4 separate regions of the Gossypium hirsutum genome follow, and all the other regions are linked to region 1. Evidence: chromatin contacts called from public Hi-C data. All regions are on one chromosome and are shown on one strand. The core of a region is the stretch at or near the end of the contact, and the rest is flanking DNA. Distances in the headings are between cores, read along the strand shown. Region 1 holds the start of LOC107910219 (ubiquitin carboxyl-terminal hydrolase 17). Region 2 holds the start of LOC107910254 (rho GTPase-activating protein REN1). Region 3 holds the start of LOC107910343 (GATA transcription factor 25). Region 4 has its middle 17 kb from the start of LOC121214640.

The links. Hi-C and Micro-C count contacts between places; a contact is called where the count stands out from the background.
Region 2: a Hi-C map of leaf shows a contact between it and region 1, with 1.8 times the contacts expected there. The contact joins the promoter of LOC107910254 here to the promoter of LOC107910219 in region 1. A contact is called at or near these places in 3 of 34 Hi-C or Micro-C datasets (callus and leaf).
Region 3: a contact with region 1 is called in a Hi-C map of leaf, with 4 times the contacts expected there. The contact joins the promoter of LOC107910343 here to the promoter of LOC107910219 in region 1. A contact is called at or near these places in 7 of 34 Hi-C or Micro-C datasets (anther, callus, hypocotyl and 2 more).
Region 4: a Hi-C map of leaf shows a contact between it and region 1, with 2.9 times the contacts expected there. The contact joins the enhancer-like site here to the promoter of LOC107910219 in region 1. A contact is called at or near these places in 14 of 34 Hi-C or Micro-C datasets (anther, callus, hypocotyl and 2 more).

What each region holds. Positions count from the first base shown.
Region 1 is chrD02:15,754,699-15,758,947 of Gossypium_hirsutum_v2.1, reverse strand. LOC107910219 (ubiquitin carboxyl-terminal hydrolase 17) reads right to left here and starts at 1,472. Exons shown (of 11, transcript XM_016838002.2): 1 at 775-1,472. The coding sequence starts at 1,055.
Region 2 is chrD02:15,360,181-15,364,514 of Gossypium_hirsutum_v2.1, reverse strand. It overlaps LOC107910254 (rho GTPase-activating protein REN1), which reads right to left and starts at 1,885. Exons shown (of 24, transcript XM_041088493.1): 1 at 1,721-1,885; 2 at 1,397-1,456; 3 at 951-992; 4 at 732-809; 5 at 66-102. The coding sequence starts at 1,435.
Region 3 is chrD02:16,193,553-16,197,814 of Gossypium_hirsutum_v2.1, reverse strand. LOC107910343 (GATA transcription factor 25) reads right to left here and starts at 1,635. Exons shown (of 7, transcript XM_041088502.1): 1 at 1,234-1,635; 2 at 889-972; 3 at 670-803. The coding sequence starts at 1,497.
Region 4 is chrD02:15,395,323-15,399,383 of Gossypium_hirsutum_v2.1, reverse strand. No RefSeq gene overlaps it. Among protein-coding and RNA genes, the nearest start is that of LOC121214640, 17 kb to the right of the region's middle. Within about 2 kb of position 2,068, at least 7 of the 9 cell types and tissues checked have an H3K27ac peak or open chromatin away from gene starts, as enhancers often do. A contact at or near this core is called in hypocotyl and leaf, where this site is marked.

The DNA of each region.
Region 1 (4,249 bases), core at 223-2,722:
TACAAAATCAATTGTATCATTAGAAAATAATGCTAAACACAGACATAACTTACTATTGTTGTCCCTTCAAATCAGTAAAAGAAATCCTTAGAATTACAACAAAGTGATTGGGGGAAAGCTAAAAATATTTTCTCTATTCATTAGGTGGATTTTCTTTTTGTTACTTTTCCATCAAATGAACCACATTTTTAATGATTCGCAAATGTAGTTAGTGAACATACACAACCTCAACTCTTACATTAAAAAGAACTCCTAAACTGCAGACAAAAAAGGCACAAAGGAAAAGGTCATTTTCAAGAGGAATTGTTTTTCTAATATCCTGTCTCTGTAACATAGAGATAGGAGGCTCAAACATGTAATTTACAAACCAAAACATTTTCAGAAAATCAGCATAAACATCCACCAAAAAATTGCAGCATTTAAGACCAACTCCAAACTTCCCATCAATGATAGATTGTGGATGTTGGGTTTAAAATTAATTTTCACAAAGTCTTCTAAATTGCTTCGTTGCTCACTACATAAACACTTACACGACTACCGTACATTCACACATGTTAAAGCGTATTTCAACTAGACCCACACTCGCCCTGCGCTAATTGAAACACTTATCTAATCAAATATTTTTTCGATTACATACTCTTTAAGACAGTATTGTCAGATAAAAGAATCAGTTTTATCTCAAATACATTTGAAACAAAATCGCCTAAACAAAAAAAAATCTCAATAATTATAAATAAATTAGAACAATAACACGAAATTAACAAGCTAACGTACCAATATCGAACCCCTTTACAGCGAGCGCACCGCGTGGTAGTAGGACAATAACAAACAGCACACTGTTGATAGTTCCACGAAATAGAAACCGTACCGTATTCAATAGTCGCTTCAAGCTCGACTCTAGCCGCCTCCTCAGAGGCCAAAATCAAGAGCCTCTTTATCTCCGCTTGCCTTGCTACAGATAACTGCCATTTCCGCCTTACGAAAAAGCCGATCAAAGGAAGGAGGGAAAGCACGAGCACCAGGCTCGAAAACCCTAAATCCCAAATAAAAAGCATTTATCCTGCAGCCAATACCAATAGGCATCCAAAGTAGTCGGCAAATCCTACTCTCCAAATCTCAGCACTATACATAGATTCCAACGACGTACCCGTCTTGATCGCTTTCGCGATGGAACAAACTCCGGCCGTCGAACATGCAACCGTAGCCGTTGGTGTGGACTGAAACAAGACGGTTGAACTGCACCGTGATCTCGAAAAATAGAATAATGTTATAATTTTATAAAAAAATAAAAATAAAAAAAAAACAAATCTAGAAGGGAGTGGCAGTGGGAGAAGAATGTCGATATTGCTTGGGTTAGCAAAAAGGTGAAAGTTTAAGCTTCTTGTTGAGCTCGGAGGATTTTCAGACAATAAATTTTTTCCCTTTTTTAGATCGAGATTTTTACAGGGAGAAAGGGAAATAAAAGGAAAATAATATTAAAAAGGGACATTAACTTAGGTGTGTTTGATTGGCGGAAAATATTTTTCATTTGGAAAATAAACTCCAAAACAAGGGAAAATGGGTTACATTTTAGGAAAAATGTCTTACCCTTTCAATTTTCGTAAGACATTTTTCGTGCTCTTCTCTTTATCGTCTCCTTCATTCCTTCTTTCATTTCCGGTAGAAAACTGCTTCTATTTATCGATTTTTCAGTAACTTGTTTTTTTAATTATTCAATACTTGTTTTTTTAACACAATTACAAATAATTTATTTGATATTAGTTTTTTTCAATTTATAACGATTAATATGTAGCTTAATAATTGATTATTATTATAAATAAATCATTGTAATATATGTAAAAATAATTTAAAATATAAAAATTTATTAATATAAATTAATATATGTAAAAACAACTTTCTGAAAAATATTTTCAAAAAATCTGTCAAGCAGCAGAAAATATTTTACACAGATTCAATTAAACACCAAAAAATATTTTCCAGTAGATTATTTTACAGAAAAATAAAATATTTTCCAGAAATCATTTTACGAAAAATATTTTACTCTCAATCAGACCTTAAATATTAAAATATGTTATTAAAAAAGGAAAAATTGATGGTCGAGGGGGAAAAGGAATTTTGTCTTCAGGTATCGAGAAGCGTGAATTCTTTGGCCATCAAATATTCGAACCAGGGTGGGGGCCACGGGTTGAACCGGCTAACTTCCGGTCTTTTTCATTATTTATTAGCGGGGGTTGTTTTTGATTTGGTGATGGATACTGCGTTTGGACGGTCACAGTAATACGAGGAACCGGACGGTGGAGATTTGTTTTTGATTTGGTGGAGGCCGGAATCTGATGATGATGGTTCACGTACCATAATAATTATTCCATTTCCAGTCTTTGAGTTTTCCCTCCGCTGGAAATAAACCATTCCACAAGCAATTGCTTTATTTAAACTATTATTATTTTATTTAAATATAATTATAAATTTATTTAATGAATATGCCCGAATTAACCTTGGGATTTGAATTTCTTCGACAAGAAAATGTTTCCCTTGTCTACCATCACATCATTAATTCATGATCAATTTTCTTTGTTTACATTAATTGAATAGCAAATAAAATGGTGAAAAGTTAATTTATTTGATTCTTTAATCTTAGAAAAAATATTTTTTTTATTTTTTTAAATAAAATTTCAGATTGGACTTTATTTAAATAAACTACATTACTACACATATGGTCCTAAAAAGAAAAGAGAAAGAGCCCAGTTATTAGACTTGGCCCAACAAAAGGTAAAACTAAAACAAAATTAAATGGAAACCTAATCGCCTAGGAAACCAAAAAAGGAAACAAAAGTCTGAAACAAATTAATGTTGCCGTTCTACCTGCCCAATCAGCATCAAAAGAAAATAAACGTCTTGTCTTTTCATCTTTCTTTACTTCTTCAAGACGTTTTCAATTCACCCAAGGGCCTGCTTTAGTCACTCTATTACCTACCCTTCTCAGACTCCCCTCACTCCATTTTATCCCCTTTCTTATTTCAATCTGGTTCTCTCACTCTTTCATTTTCCGCTTGTTTTTCTGCAACTTCAGGGACACTTCCGACCAGGTAATCTCCTTTATTACTCTTCAACGCTTCAGTTGCTAAGATATGCCGAGACTATTTGCTAATCTTGGGATATACTCAAACCTACAATCCTTAAAATTTAACAGTAGCTGATGAATGTCATGAATATACGCACTGACCAATGATTTGTCTGGGCTTTTTGTTTTGCATTTCCTTATTATTGACAAAGAGTCTCCTTCAATAATAACTTTTTCCCACTGCATGTAAACGTCGATCTGGAGTACTTTTCGACACTCGACTGCCTCCGTAGCAAAGGCTGATGAAACCCGTTGGTGGACCTCCAAGCAAGATAGGAGAACTGTACCCTCTATGTCTTTGGCCACTATTCCCACAACCGCTTTATTTTGTCTACCTTCATATGCTACGTCAAAATTGATCTTAACAACTCGGTCAGATGGCCTTTTCCATTTTTTAACAAGTATAGAAGTTTGTGATCTATTTTTACCAACCTCATTTAACTCTGATGTGTTGCTATGAACAAATCTCCCTATATCTTTTCAAGATTTACTCTCTTTTTTATGCACTCTATTATTCCTGTCTCCCCAGATAGCCTATAATGCACAACAAAAGATCCGACACTGGGATGCCGAGCTTTGTGAAAAAACCCAGGTTAGCCACTGTAGAAACCCCATCTGATTATCTTGCAAACACTTATGAAATGATAACTCTCTCCACACTGATGTTGAAACAGGACATTCACGGAAGAAATGGTCCATAGTTTCTGTTCCTGAGCCACACCGGGGACATACTGATGTATTCGTTAGCCTTCTAAGTAGCATATTAACACGTGTAGCTAGGAAATTCCATGATATCTTCCAAGCTGTAATTTTTATCTTTGAAGGAAGATCTAGTAGCCATAGTTTTCTGTAAAAGTCCTTATAGTCGGCTTGTAAAGCATAAGCTCTAGGATCATCTTCAGTACTTTGTAATAGTTTATAGGCGCTACGTATTGTGTACTCACCCGACGCTTCAGCACTCCAGACTTGGAAATCTTCGTGTGGTCTTTCTGCCAGCAGGATACCGAGAATCATCTCGGTAACATCCTCCGAAAAGTTATACATTATCAACTCCTTTTTCCATGTTCTACTATTTGATCTATTAACTCCGCAACTTTAATATCAGTCAAATTCGTAGTTAAAACTGGT
Region 2 (4,334 bases), core at 636-3,135, 390 kb after region 1:
TGAAAGTCAAATGAGCAACTGAATTAAATTGGGAAGTGTAATAAAACCAAGCAAAATAAACAAACCTTTGGTAGATAAAAAAAGTGGCCCACTCTTTAAAACCTGCAAGGAAGTTTTAAACCTTAAAAAGCATTAACTTCTACAACTTCATAAATTGCATGCTTAATAGAAACAGTGAATGCAGAACAATGTAAGCAATGGTCTCAGGAAGGTAAAATCTAGCAATGGACTTAAAATACAGAACAATTCATTCTTTAGCATTCAAATTCCTCATGGTAACTTAAGAGTTTAAATTTAAGCTTATTGTGGTCAGTAACAGCTACAATATGCTTCATATTATCCAACGAGAATAACTGCTATATAGGAAACCTTTCCATAAAATGGTCCAAAAGGTTTAATTGAAATCCAAATCACATAAGATGTAGACAAATGGTAGACAAAAATGATTGTAAACACGACCTCGATGATGATAAAGATGTATGTAGCTATATTACTATGGCTCATCATTTTTTTCTAGAAGTACCCGTGTCCTTGAGTTCATGAGTATACAGATACGGCTTTCCAAATACAACTTAGAAAAAAAATTGAACATTCCCGAATAAGGCATGTATGCATGTCTGATACTCACATTCAAATAAGATAATATAGGGATTAATGGAATTCAATCAACAACTCAAATTTAGAATATTACAAAACGATTAAAAGAGAGGGAGAAAGAGAGAGAAGTTTACCGAGTTTCTGACACGAGATTTTGGAGTTGGTGGAGCCTGTAGAAGAGGACCAGGAGAAGCCACAACTGCAGCATCTCCCTTGAGAGAAAACAAAATGATTTTCAGCACAAAACCTCCTTCAAAAATCAGAATTTAAGTTTTTCTTTTTCCTTTTGTTCACTGAATATTTAAATCCTTTACTTCAAAATAATCAGAAAAGAAGGCAAGACTGATTTACACCTGATGTCCTTTAGAGGGCTCATCCTTTTTGAAAACCATCCTCTGCAGACAATGAGAAATTAAACAGAATTTCAGTCCAAACTTTCCATAAAACTATTATGAGAACCGAAAAGTAATAATAAAATAATCCACATTAAAAACAACAATGTAAAACTCCTACTATTAAACCACAACATTTTTTTTTCTTTTTTGTTTTCTGAACATCACACACTCTTCTAAAGACAAATAGAAAACTAACACAACAAAAATGAAAAAAAAATCATCAAAACCTGTTTCACTTGAAATGGCTCTTCCTTTTTGCTAGGAATTTCTGATCACAAAATTATTTTTAAAAAAAAAGCAATTCTTCCTCTCTCTTTTTTTCTGCTTCTGAATATCAAAGGCTTCTAGAAACGAGCTAGAAAATTAATGCAATAAAAACAAATTCGAGATAGATTGATCAAAACCTGTTGTTTCTGAGATGATTCATTCTTTTTGGTAGCCATGTTCCTTTAATCACTCAAAATCTGAAAAAGAAAATCTCAACCGAGTCACAAAATCAAAGGATCAACAGCCTCCGCGCAAACCTTGCAATATTCATTTTCAACAATGCCACTTATTTGCAACATTTAGACAAACAAAAAATGTTTCAAAGCTCAAACCAAAATAACACAAAACATTTAAAAAGAAGATTAAAATTTTTTTACGTGAATTTGAAACGTAAATTGAGGAAAATGGATAAAGGAAAAAGAAAAAAAAGTTAAGGAAGAGGCGTAAAGATAAGAACAAACATGATTTTCCTGTTTTATTTTTCTTCTTTGTTTGTTTTGCTTGTGAAAGTGATTTGGCTCGGAATTCTTCGATCGACGGAAACACCGTTTCGTCAAAGAAACGGAAAAGCCTAAAAGCGCTCCCTTCAATGAAAGCGGGGAATTGTGCCGCAATTGTACACGTCACCCCTGTTCTTTAGCGCTTTTTAAACTTTCTTTTGCCTCAAAAAAAAAAGGTTTTTTTCTTAGAGGGAAACGACACTCCCTTGTAATTTTTCCCGGTGATTAAAATTTTGATTGGAATTAAAAAAATCGAAAAAATTTTTAAATTTTAAATTAATTAAATTAAGTTATTCAAGTTATTCAAATCAAATGAAATAAATAATTTGAGTAGAAACTAGAATAATAAATTGGTATAATTATTCTTTTGGTCCCTATCAAATTTGAAAATGAGTAAATTAATTTCTCTCTCAACAAGAATTACAAAATAATTCAAAATAATTTTTAAAAATTTAAAATAATTTTTAAATTCAAAATATTTATATAAATTTCAAAATTTATATTTTTAAAAATTCAAAAAAAATCTAAAAAATATATAAAAAATTATTAATGATTCAAGTTTATGATACTAGTATCCTTTTTATTATTTTGATTTGAAAAGGTTTTCAAATATATATGATTTTAAATTTATGTGCTCTAATATTAAATTAGTTATACTGTAACAAGATTTTAATTTAATATGTTTAATTTAACTCAAACAATTTCACCCGATTCGACTCGACTTTCATTTCACTCGATTCGAAAAAATTTCAAATCAAGTTAGGAGGATAAATGGCACTCCTAGAAATATAACAATGGTGTTGTTTTTTAATATAAATTACTGAATTTTTATATAATGTGTGATATAATAATGTTGTTTTTTTAGTATAAATTACTGATTTTTTATATAATGTGTGATTATTTTTTATTTAAAAAATATATATCTGGGCATATTACAGAATTTATACATTTTATTCTTCAATTTTAATAAATCAATATAAATAAATTATGCTATGTTTGATTACTAGTATAATAACATGAAGAAAAAACTTATTTAACGTATATGTTTTAAAATAATTAGATATAAAATAAAGAATAATTAGTATTTTTTTTTTTGGTGAAAGAAATAAAGATACAAAGTGAATAAACTAGATCCTCAAAGGAGGTTCCTCAAACAATCTTAAGCCTAACTTCCTAGTATGAACTGTCTTGGCTAGACTATAGGCAATTAAGTTCTCTTCTCTGGCAATATGCTGAATTTCCCACTGCTTTGCCCTTTTCAGAGTATGATGAATTCTTCTGACTATGGCCGAATTAGAGCTTCCCGAAAAGTCTTCCACGATGGCGTTAATAGCTTCAATACTATCTGTTTGGATTAGAATCCTCTCTAAGTGTCTATCCAAAATAAGGTTCAACCCATCCAAGATCCCCCAAAGCTCTGCCTCCAACACTGTACAGTTACCCAAATATCTAGAGAACCCAATGATCCACTCACCATTATTGTAACAGCCCGTTTTCAATTATATCGGAATAGTGATTTCAGGACCACAATTTTGATGAGTAAATTATTATTTTAATGTCTATGGGATTATAGTAAGGTCGTGTTAAAATTTTGTTAAGATTTTTTGAAGTTTACATACTTAATTAAGTAAAAAAAAAAACTAAATTGTAAAATATGCAAAAGTTGAGTTCTATTAGTAAAAAGGGTTAAATGACTATGATATTTTAAACTAAAGGACTTGAATGGTAAATAGACCATTCATATGGGATAGTGGATGTGCATGGCAAGGTATTAATGTAATTATGATAGTTTTAAAGGTTAAAATGGTAAATTAGTAATTAAAAGAAAATTTAAATTAAGAAAAGATGAAACAAAGTTATCATCTTTTTCTTTTCACTTTTTTTGTGCCGAAATCACCATTTGAAGAGGGAGAGAGCTTCGGTTTCTATTTCTTCTTTAACGGTATGCATTCAAGCTCTATTTTTAATGATTTTTATGTTTTTGAGTTCACTTTAGCTTAATCTAGCTAGCCCGAGAGTCAATTCGTAAAATTGTTAAAGGTTGAGGGTTATGCCATTAATGTTATTGAATGTTTTTTGTGTTAAAAGACAGATTATGAAACCTTTTTGAAAAATAAACAAGTTTTGTTAAGTGATTTTTGATGAATTTTGGAATTAGGGACTAATTTGTTAAAGGTAAAAATTCTAGGGCTTTGTTGTGAAATGATGGTAAATATGAGTTTTTTCAAGGTCCCTTGCATGTTTGACTAACATGGATTTTGATTAAAATGGTTAGATCTTAAGTTATAAGCTTAAGGACTAAATTATGAAAAAGTTAAAATGTTAGGGGAAATTAGTAACTTTGTATAAATATGAAATGTGGACTGAATTGAATGTTTAAGGTTAATTGAAGTACTTAATTGAATAAAATTATCTAGTTAGATCAAGATAAAATACGTACAAATCTAGATCAAAGAAAAGCAAAAGCTTCAGATTAGCTCGATTTAACATTCACGCCCCTAGCCATCGAGGTAAGTTCGTATGAATGGTTATCGTATTAATGTTATTTAAATTAAAAATTGTTTTGTTATTTATA
Region 3 (4,262 bases), core at 386-2,885, 440 kb before region 1:
CAGTCCAGTGTTCTAAGACATATTCACTTGTAACACTGATTTGTTAGTCTATCAGTTATGTTTTTACTCCCTAGGTCCTTAAGAGTTTTTCTAACAATTTTATGGTATATTAGGCCTTATAAGAGTATAGGACTTTATAATATCTCATTAGCACAATTCCTAAAATCTTATCTAGCTGGGCTGCTACCAGTCTGCAATATCCTTATTTATCACAATTTAGAATTGGATGATAATTTATATTTATAGTCTACTAAAGCACAGCAAACTCTTTATAAAGATCCTTGGTTTATAACAATGAGCGAATAGATTCAGAAAAACAGATAAACTAATCTAAAGTTAATCATGTATTCGGTAATAATAAAGAAAAAATTGGCTCAGATTCAAATGCAATGATTATGTTAAATAACATATAAAACGGAACAACATAACTTGCAGAAATACAAAATTTATGGAAAAGGTCATATGCTTCACCCATCCAGCATAGCCAATCTATTTCTCAGAGTTTAATAAACCATAACCTTCTTAAAATCCTATTTCTCAGTAATTCCTCAAACCTCAAAAGCCCATTAATACTAGTTCTCAGGGTTAAGTTTCTAGCCTCAATTGCAAGAACAACATATTGAATATCAAAGTTGAAAATAACTGTATTTAGGGAAGGAAAATGCACACCTAAGAGCAACTTCTTGACGAACACTATACCGGACTTTCTTATCAAAGCATCGCTCTTTTCTCTTCTGACGAAATCTATCTAAAGAGGCTGCTCTATGCGGTTGGTTAGATCCTCTCGGAAAGTCCAAAACAACCTAAAAGGAACAAGGAATAGATAAACTAAAAATTAAAAAGAAAAATAAATTCAAATTCTAGATTAAACAAATTTAAGAGAATTACCCTTTGGTTCTGAGCTGACATTTCAACACCATGGGGACCTGAAGTCAGTTCACTTCCACCCAAAAGTAATAACACCGCATGGAACTGCAAACAGTACGACCAAAATGAAAATCATTACGATGTGCATTTCATTGGGGGGATAATATAGAAACACGAAAGGTCAAAAGTATGATATTGAAGTTGCATTTTTCGGTTTGATAACTTGAAGTAAGAGGAAAAGCAATCACATCTTTCTACAATTTAAGCCAACGATTTTTGGTTCTTCAAAAATCAAACCATTCAGCAAACCCTAATTGGCCTAACTGAGAAAAAGTTGTTAAGAGAAAAAGAAAAAATGTAATATACCTTCTCGGGAGTAATAGCATCGAAAACATAGACCTGGCCACGAAAGGAAAGAGTGAGTTGGCTGGCACCGTCGACACGTTGAACGATGGCTAAGTCAGAGGGGGTGGAAGTGACATAGAGGGGATCGGCGGAGACGTCATCGACTCCGACGCCGTCGTCAAGAGGATGAGCATCGTAACTAACGCTATCGGCCGGTGCTGAGGCAGAAACATCGTTGTCGGCGATCGAGGCAGGGATGTTCATGGGCTGAGACTGTCCGTACATTGAGGAAATTGAGGATGTGGAAGCATTACAGTGAAACAAAGGGGAAAAGGGGGGGGAATAATAGGGACAAAAAAAGAATTAACCCTAATTAATCCAATTAAGTAATTAATGATGAGGAATGAGAAAATAAAAGAAAAGTACTTGCGTTTTATTAGGTTTGTTGTGGGAGATATATGTGACGTCAGAAATGGTGTCTAAGTTAAAAAGAGGAGTGTTGTTGGTCCGACCGACACCAATGAGAAAGTGGGGCCAGAACGAGACGATGTCATTTTAAAGGCCTTTGCCCATTCTAATTTCCATGTCCCATTCGAGTGTGGTCTATCACAATGCCAAGCTCCTTTAAAATTTTTTTTCCAAAGCATGCAAATTTTATGAACTCTAAATCAATGTTAAATTAGGTAAATTTTATCTGAAAGAAATATGCTTGAAAAATAAGCGAGTATGCTGTATTTGGAGATAGAAAGGAAAATGCATCTTACAGAATATGCTGAATTTTTTTTTTTTTTGCGATTGGAAATTAAAAGTTTGTAAATATATTTTTTTCTGTGTTTGAGATAAACATTGTTATAGTTTTAAAGTATGCTTAAATTTACGATGATGTCGTGGAGCTGGGTGATCTACGAATTTCATCTACCATGTGAGTATGGAGCCATCAACCGAAGAGCCAAATCGAATTGTAACTCAAGGTCTCAATTGACAGTGATTATACGGTCTCGGGTTGAAGTGTAACTAGGTCTTCAAGTTTACAAAAGTTATGCTGTCAAATGATGGAGCATAACTAAGGCCCTAGTTGACAATGGTTATGCGGGCACAACAACTAGTTTTTCCTCGTCAGAGGAGGATGCTTTATAAAACCCATACAAAAGTCAAAAAAGAAAAATCTAGTGACGTTTTAGTATAATCAAGTAATTCATTTTATCCATCTCCACCGAAAACGATGAGCCCATTACTATAACCTGTGACAGAATTGGAGTATAACATGTTTTAGTAACAGGGTCACCGCCTTCGATTGAAATGGACAAAACGAATTACTTGATTATATTGGAAGGCACTTGTGTTTTTCGTCTTTGACTTTTTTATGAATTTTATAAAGCATCCACTTCCAACTAGGAGAAACTCGTTGTTGTGCCCGTATAACCACCATCAATTGGGGCCCTAGTGATGCTCCATCCTTTGACAATATAACCTTTATAAACTTGAAGCCTTAGTTACACTTCAACCCGAGACCGTATAATCACCGTCAACTTGGACCTTGAGTTGCAATGCGATCCCGACTTTTCAGGTGATGGCTCCATATTCACATGACAAGTGAAAATTGTAGGTTATCGAGCTCCACGACATCACCGTGAACCCAAACACAACTTAAAACTATGACTAAGTTTTCCTTAAAGAAAAAAGAGAAATAAATTTGTAAACTCGAAAATTTCAACACGCAAGAAAAAGAAAAAAAATAATTTAAACGAGATAGAGATATGATGGAGTAAAGGGATAGGAACGGTCATTTATATAGGTGATGGGGTAGGAATAAAAAAAGGAAAATTTTAATTTTATCTAAGGAATCCCAAGTTGCAGTGTATGAAATTTATCCCAAGAATCCGAGGTTGTAGTGGGCTCAGAGGCAGAAGCAATCAAGTTAGGGTTAGAGTGAAAACATTTATTACAACGTAAATTAAAATTTAACAAACTAAAGAATTAAGCATTTGAGAAATATTACAAATAACATAATCATCGGTGTCTTGAATGTGTGCTATAACCGAGTGTTCGTCAGGTACGACTAAGGTTCTGTCGAACAATTTAGGTTGGCGACTCCTCATCTTCTTCGTCTTCATCTTCACGTGCACCTCGATGTTGATTTCCATATTCATTTCCTTCGTGGTTAACTATGTCTGGGTTCTGGCCGCCCATTTTACATCCCTCTTGTATGAATAGGTAGTTGCGAGGATGACCCACCTCGGTAGAACAACGATGTTGGGGGTGTTTGTGACACTATCGACAGATAACTATATGGTGTCTCATAACCTGATTGCAGTGATTAAGGTGGCAATTGTCTGCAATACCGAACATGTTGGTGTTGTTGGCGACATTAGCATGTAATATGGTGTTATTGGTGGCAGTCGTGTGAATATACACTTGGAGAAAATGTTGATACAATGACTGATGGTGCGTGCTGTGGTGCTTGTGTATAATAAACTGGGTTAGAAACAAAAATATATTAACTATATTGACTGGGAGGTTGCACAATAATTGAGTCCTCGTATGGAGCTGAAGCAGATGTTGATCCTCCCGGGGCATGTTCTCCCTACCTAGAATTGACGGGCTCTTGTCTTGGCCTCCTACGATGACATTGCCTACTCCTTTCTGCAATCGACAGTAGATACGACTTGCTGTTATGCCTAAACCAATCCATGTAATCCAGAGATGTCGCCAACTCCGGTGTGAGAAATGGTTTACGCGTTGGCAAATAATCGTACGTACATTGCCACATCTTGATATGCTTATTGTGGAATATTAGCCAATCTTCCTTTAGTCTCCCCCAGAAGTCAATCTTGTACAGGTCATCGAGCTCCTAGGGTGGTGGCGAAATATGTTGCATACACCCAAACTGCTGCATCACTCGGTCGAATTTGTGCATCTTGACCGTTGCAAAAAATTATCAGTGGCACTTTAACATGCCAAATGTTGTAGTTGGCCAAATATTTGGTCGGGATGCATTCTTGAATTTTTGGATCCGCATATGGCATTTATACAAACTGTAGTATGAATTT
Region 4 (4,061 bases), core at 819-3,318, 360 kb after region 1:
TTAATTTTGTTTAATATTTTTATAAATTTTAAATTATTTATTGGCATGGTATATAAGACAAATAGTGTCACGTCAATATGAAATACATGTGGACTGTCATATGGGTTGCCACGTCAACATCGTTAAAAAATTAATGTTCTAGTCAACATTTCCATTAAAAAAATCATTTGACTCTTTTAAATAGATTAATGACTAAATTTAGCTCAAAAAAAAGGATTAAAATTGATATTATATATAAATGTTAATAGCTAAATTTATCACTATGCCTATACAAAACAACTATAAGATCTATGTACTAACATAATGGTGGCTTAACCACCATTTCATTATTGGAAGTTTTTTTCAAATGACTATGAAGAAAGTTGAAGTTGCCAACTACTATTATGAGAAATGCTTACAAATTCAAGAAAAAGGTAGAGTAGAGTTTAAAGAAAATGAATACAGTTAGGAAGGTAAAAACCCAAGAATGTCAAGGAACGACAACATTAGCTTTTAAAACCACTAAATAAGCACAGAAAAATATGAAGGCCAAACTTCCATGGTTTTCAAGAAAAAAGAATAAATCCAACATCACATAATTTTAAAAGAACACAGTATCACAAGAACGCAAAGAAACGAGGTTCAACTATGGTGCCATTTGCATCCACTGAAAAATACCAAAATATCACATTGTTTTACATAATATATATATTATGTGTAGTATATTTTCAAATAAATAACTTATTATAAAATTTTGTGTTTATATATAAAATATATATTTATATATTTACCAAAATCATCATAATTATATATAATATGGATAGATATACAACAATAAATATATTATGTTATGGGCCAAAATGAAAGTCAAAAATCGGTCAACAACGGTCATTGTTTGAAATTCTGTTAATTTCATATTCTTTTTAATTTAGTTGTAAACGTTGGGTTTTGAACCCTTTTAATAATACGGTATATTTCGGGGGGAAGGTTATCAAGGGTAGACGGACCTATTAATGAAACGGGGAGTTTTGGGGATATTATGACAACTGTGAGAATCTGTTCTCTCCCCTTTTTAACCACCTATCACACATAGGAGGTGGTTATGAAAAGATTTGGCTTTTTCTCATATTCTCTCTTTCTCTTCTCTCTCGTGCTCTATCCTCTCTTCCTACTCTTTTTCTATTAAATTCTCTTTCTGAATTTTTCGACGGTAGCAAGGGTATCAAAGCTGCAGTGATTCTGATGGTCGGTGACAAAATTACGACGAGGTTGCAAAAGGACATGGGGTTGATACAATATGAGCTTTCTCAATTGCAAATCAACCTAGAAAAGGTTGATGCTCGAATAGACTCTCGTCTCAAGAAGTTTCTTTTTTTTTTTTTTTGAACTAATCGTCTCAAGAAGTTTCATAAGGAGATAAAAGGGGACATTTGGGCTGAGCTTCAAAATGTTTTTGAGCAGTACATAGGGCATGTGCCAACAACTGCTCATGGTTCATCTACAGACAAAGGTAAAGGGATACTTGGTGATACACCTCAAAAATTTCCTCCAAATGAATACCTATCGTTATCTGCTATGGTTGAATATGGCCATATGGGCCTCCTTTCGAGGGTTAGTACGTTGGACTCAGCGGGAAGAAACTTCAAGTTTGAGTGCCCACGTTTTGATGGTGGGGATTTCAGAGGATGGTGGTCTAAGCTAGAACAGTTTTTCGAGGCAACGGGTGTTTAGGAACTGGATAGGGTAAGAACAGTTATGCTCAATTTGGAAGGAAAAGCCTTGGACTAGCATCATTTCTTTTGCCAAGACAAGGGGGCTGCATCAGCTATCTTGGGAAACTTATGCCAGGTACCTACAAGAAAGGTTTGGCTCCACCAACTTCATTGACCCCATGATTGAACTGGTGACTTTGAGTCCGTAGGGAACAGTGGATCATTTTCATGACCAATTTGTGAGTATCCTCAACCAGTTATAGTTACCGGAAACCTATGCCTTAGGTATATTTATAAGCAACCTTAAGGTAGAAATAGGGCAGTACCTCAGGTTGTTTAAACCTCAAACACTAGTGGAAGGGTATTTACTGGCCAAGCAAGTGGAAGGGATTGTGTTGAACACTCCTAAGAAGACTCTTTCGGGTGGGGGAAGTGGAGGGTACTCTAAACCTCTATTTCCTAACTCGAAGATAACTATGGCAAACAATCACTCTTCAGCTTCTGAAGGACCCTTAACAGTCCCTGGTGGGAAAAAGGCTCCTACCAAGTCCTTCTCTCGAGCAGAAATGGAAGACAGGGGAAGAAAAAGCTTATGCTTCTGGTGCGCTTCAAAGTATACACCAGGGCATAAAAGTGTGAAATCTCAATTTTACCAACACATGGTAGAGCCTCAACATAACATACTGTAATATGGTAAGGCAACACCAGTGGAGGAATTTCAGGATTTTTCTAAACACTTTAAGAATCCAAACCAAGAGGCTGAAGCTACAACACCAGTCCTATCCCTGCATGCTTTACAAGGCTCTCAGGGTCATAACACCATGAGATTGGCAACCAAAATTGAACAAATGGAAGTAATTATCTTAATAGATTTTGGGAGTACACATAACTTTGTGGACTCCAGGTTGGTTAGAAGACTCAACTTACCAGTTGAATAGTCTATCAGATGAAGATCATGATAGCTAATGGAGGAAGTCTGAGCACTAGGGGTGTATGTAGGGCTGTGGAATGGCAAGCACAATGGCATAAGTTCATGCTGATTTTATGGTCCTGTCAGTAATAGGGAGTGATGTAGTGATGGGAATACAATGGCTTCTATCTTTAGGGTTCATTGTATGGAATTTTGAATCCCTTACCATGCAGTTCGAATATAAGGGAAAGAATTGTTTACTCCAAGGAATTAACCTGGTGGTTTGCAACTCCTTTTCGGCTACCAATTATCAAAATGTCTACATATGGTGGAGCATAGTCCTCATCCAATGGTCCTCACTACTGACCAATTGACTAAAATACATGTAGCCCCTACACTGATTCAGGAAGATCTATAGAAAATACTCTAAGAGTAGACTAAAGTTTTCCATGTACCAGAAGGCCTACCCCCTATCAAATTTCAAGACCATAAAATACCTCTTTAGGATGAGTCCAAGGTAGTTAACGTTAGGCCTTATACATACCCCTCCATCCATAAGACAGAAATTGAAAAGCTTGTCCAATAAATGTTAGAAGCTAGAATTATCAAAGAAAGTAGAAGTCCCTTCTCCTCACCTATTGTGATGGTGAAAAAGAAGAATGAAAGTTGCAGACTATGTGTGGATTAAGGCAACTTAATCAACTTACTATCAAAGATAGGTTTCCTATACCATTCATAAAAGAGCTGTTAGATTAACTTGGTCAGGCTCTCTTCTTCTCCAAGCTTGACTTAAGATCGAGCTATCACCAAATAAGGAGGTGGAAGGGTGACATCTTCAAAATAGCCTTTAAGACTCATGAAGGGCATTATAAATTTTTGGTTATGCCCTTTGGCCTAACCAATACCCCATCAAGTTTTCAAGCCCTGATGAATGCTATCTTCAAGAAACTTTTGAGGAAGTCAGCTTTAGTGTTTTTTTTTATGATATTTTAGTGTATTCCAGTAATTGGACTAAGCATTTGGTTCATTTGAGGGAGGTGTTGCAGTTATTGAAGGATAATCATTTGTTTGCAAAACAAAGCAAGTACACCGTTGGTACTCACCAAATTGAGTACCTAGGTCACATTATAGTTAAAGAGACAGTAATCATGGATGTTGCCAAAGTGGAGGGAGTTTCAAGCTAGCCTATTCCGAAAACCATCAAGGAGCTGAGAGGATTTCTTGGATTATCAAGGTATTATAGAAGGTTCATAAGGCATTATGGGGTAAAATCTAGGCCATTGTCTAACCTGCTCAAGAAGGATACTCCCTGGAAATGGACTGAAATCGAGCAAGTAGCTTTTGATCTGTTGAAGCAAGCAATTTGTATAGTACCAGTATTGTCCCTCCCTGATTTCAAGGAAGAATTTTATATAGATACTGATGCCTGTGATCCAGGGCTAAGGGCAGTGTTACACCAA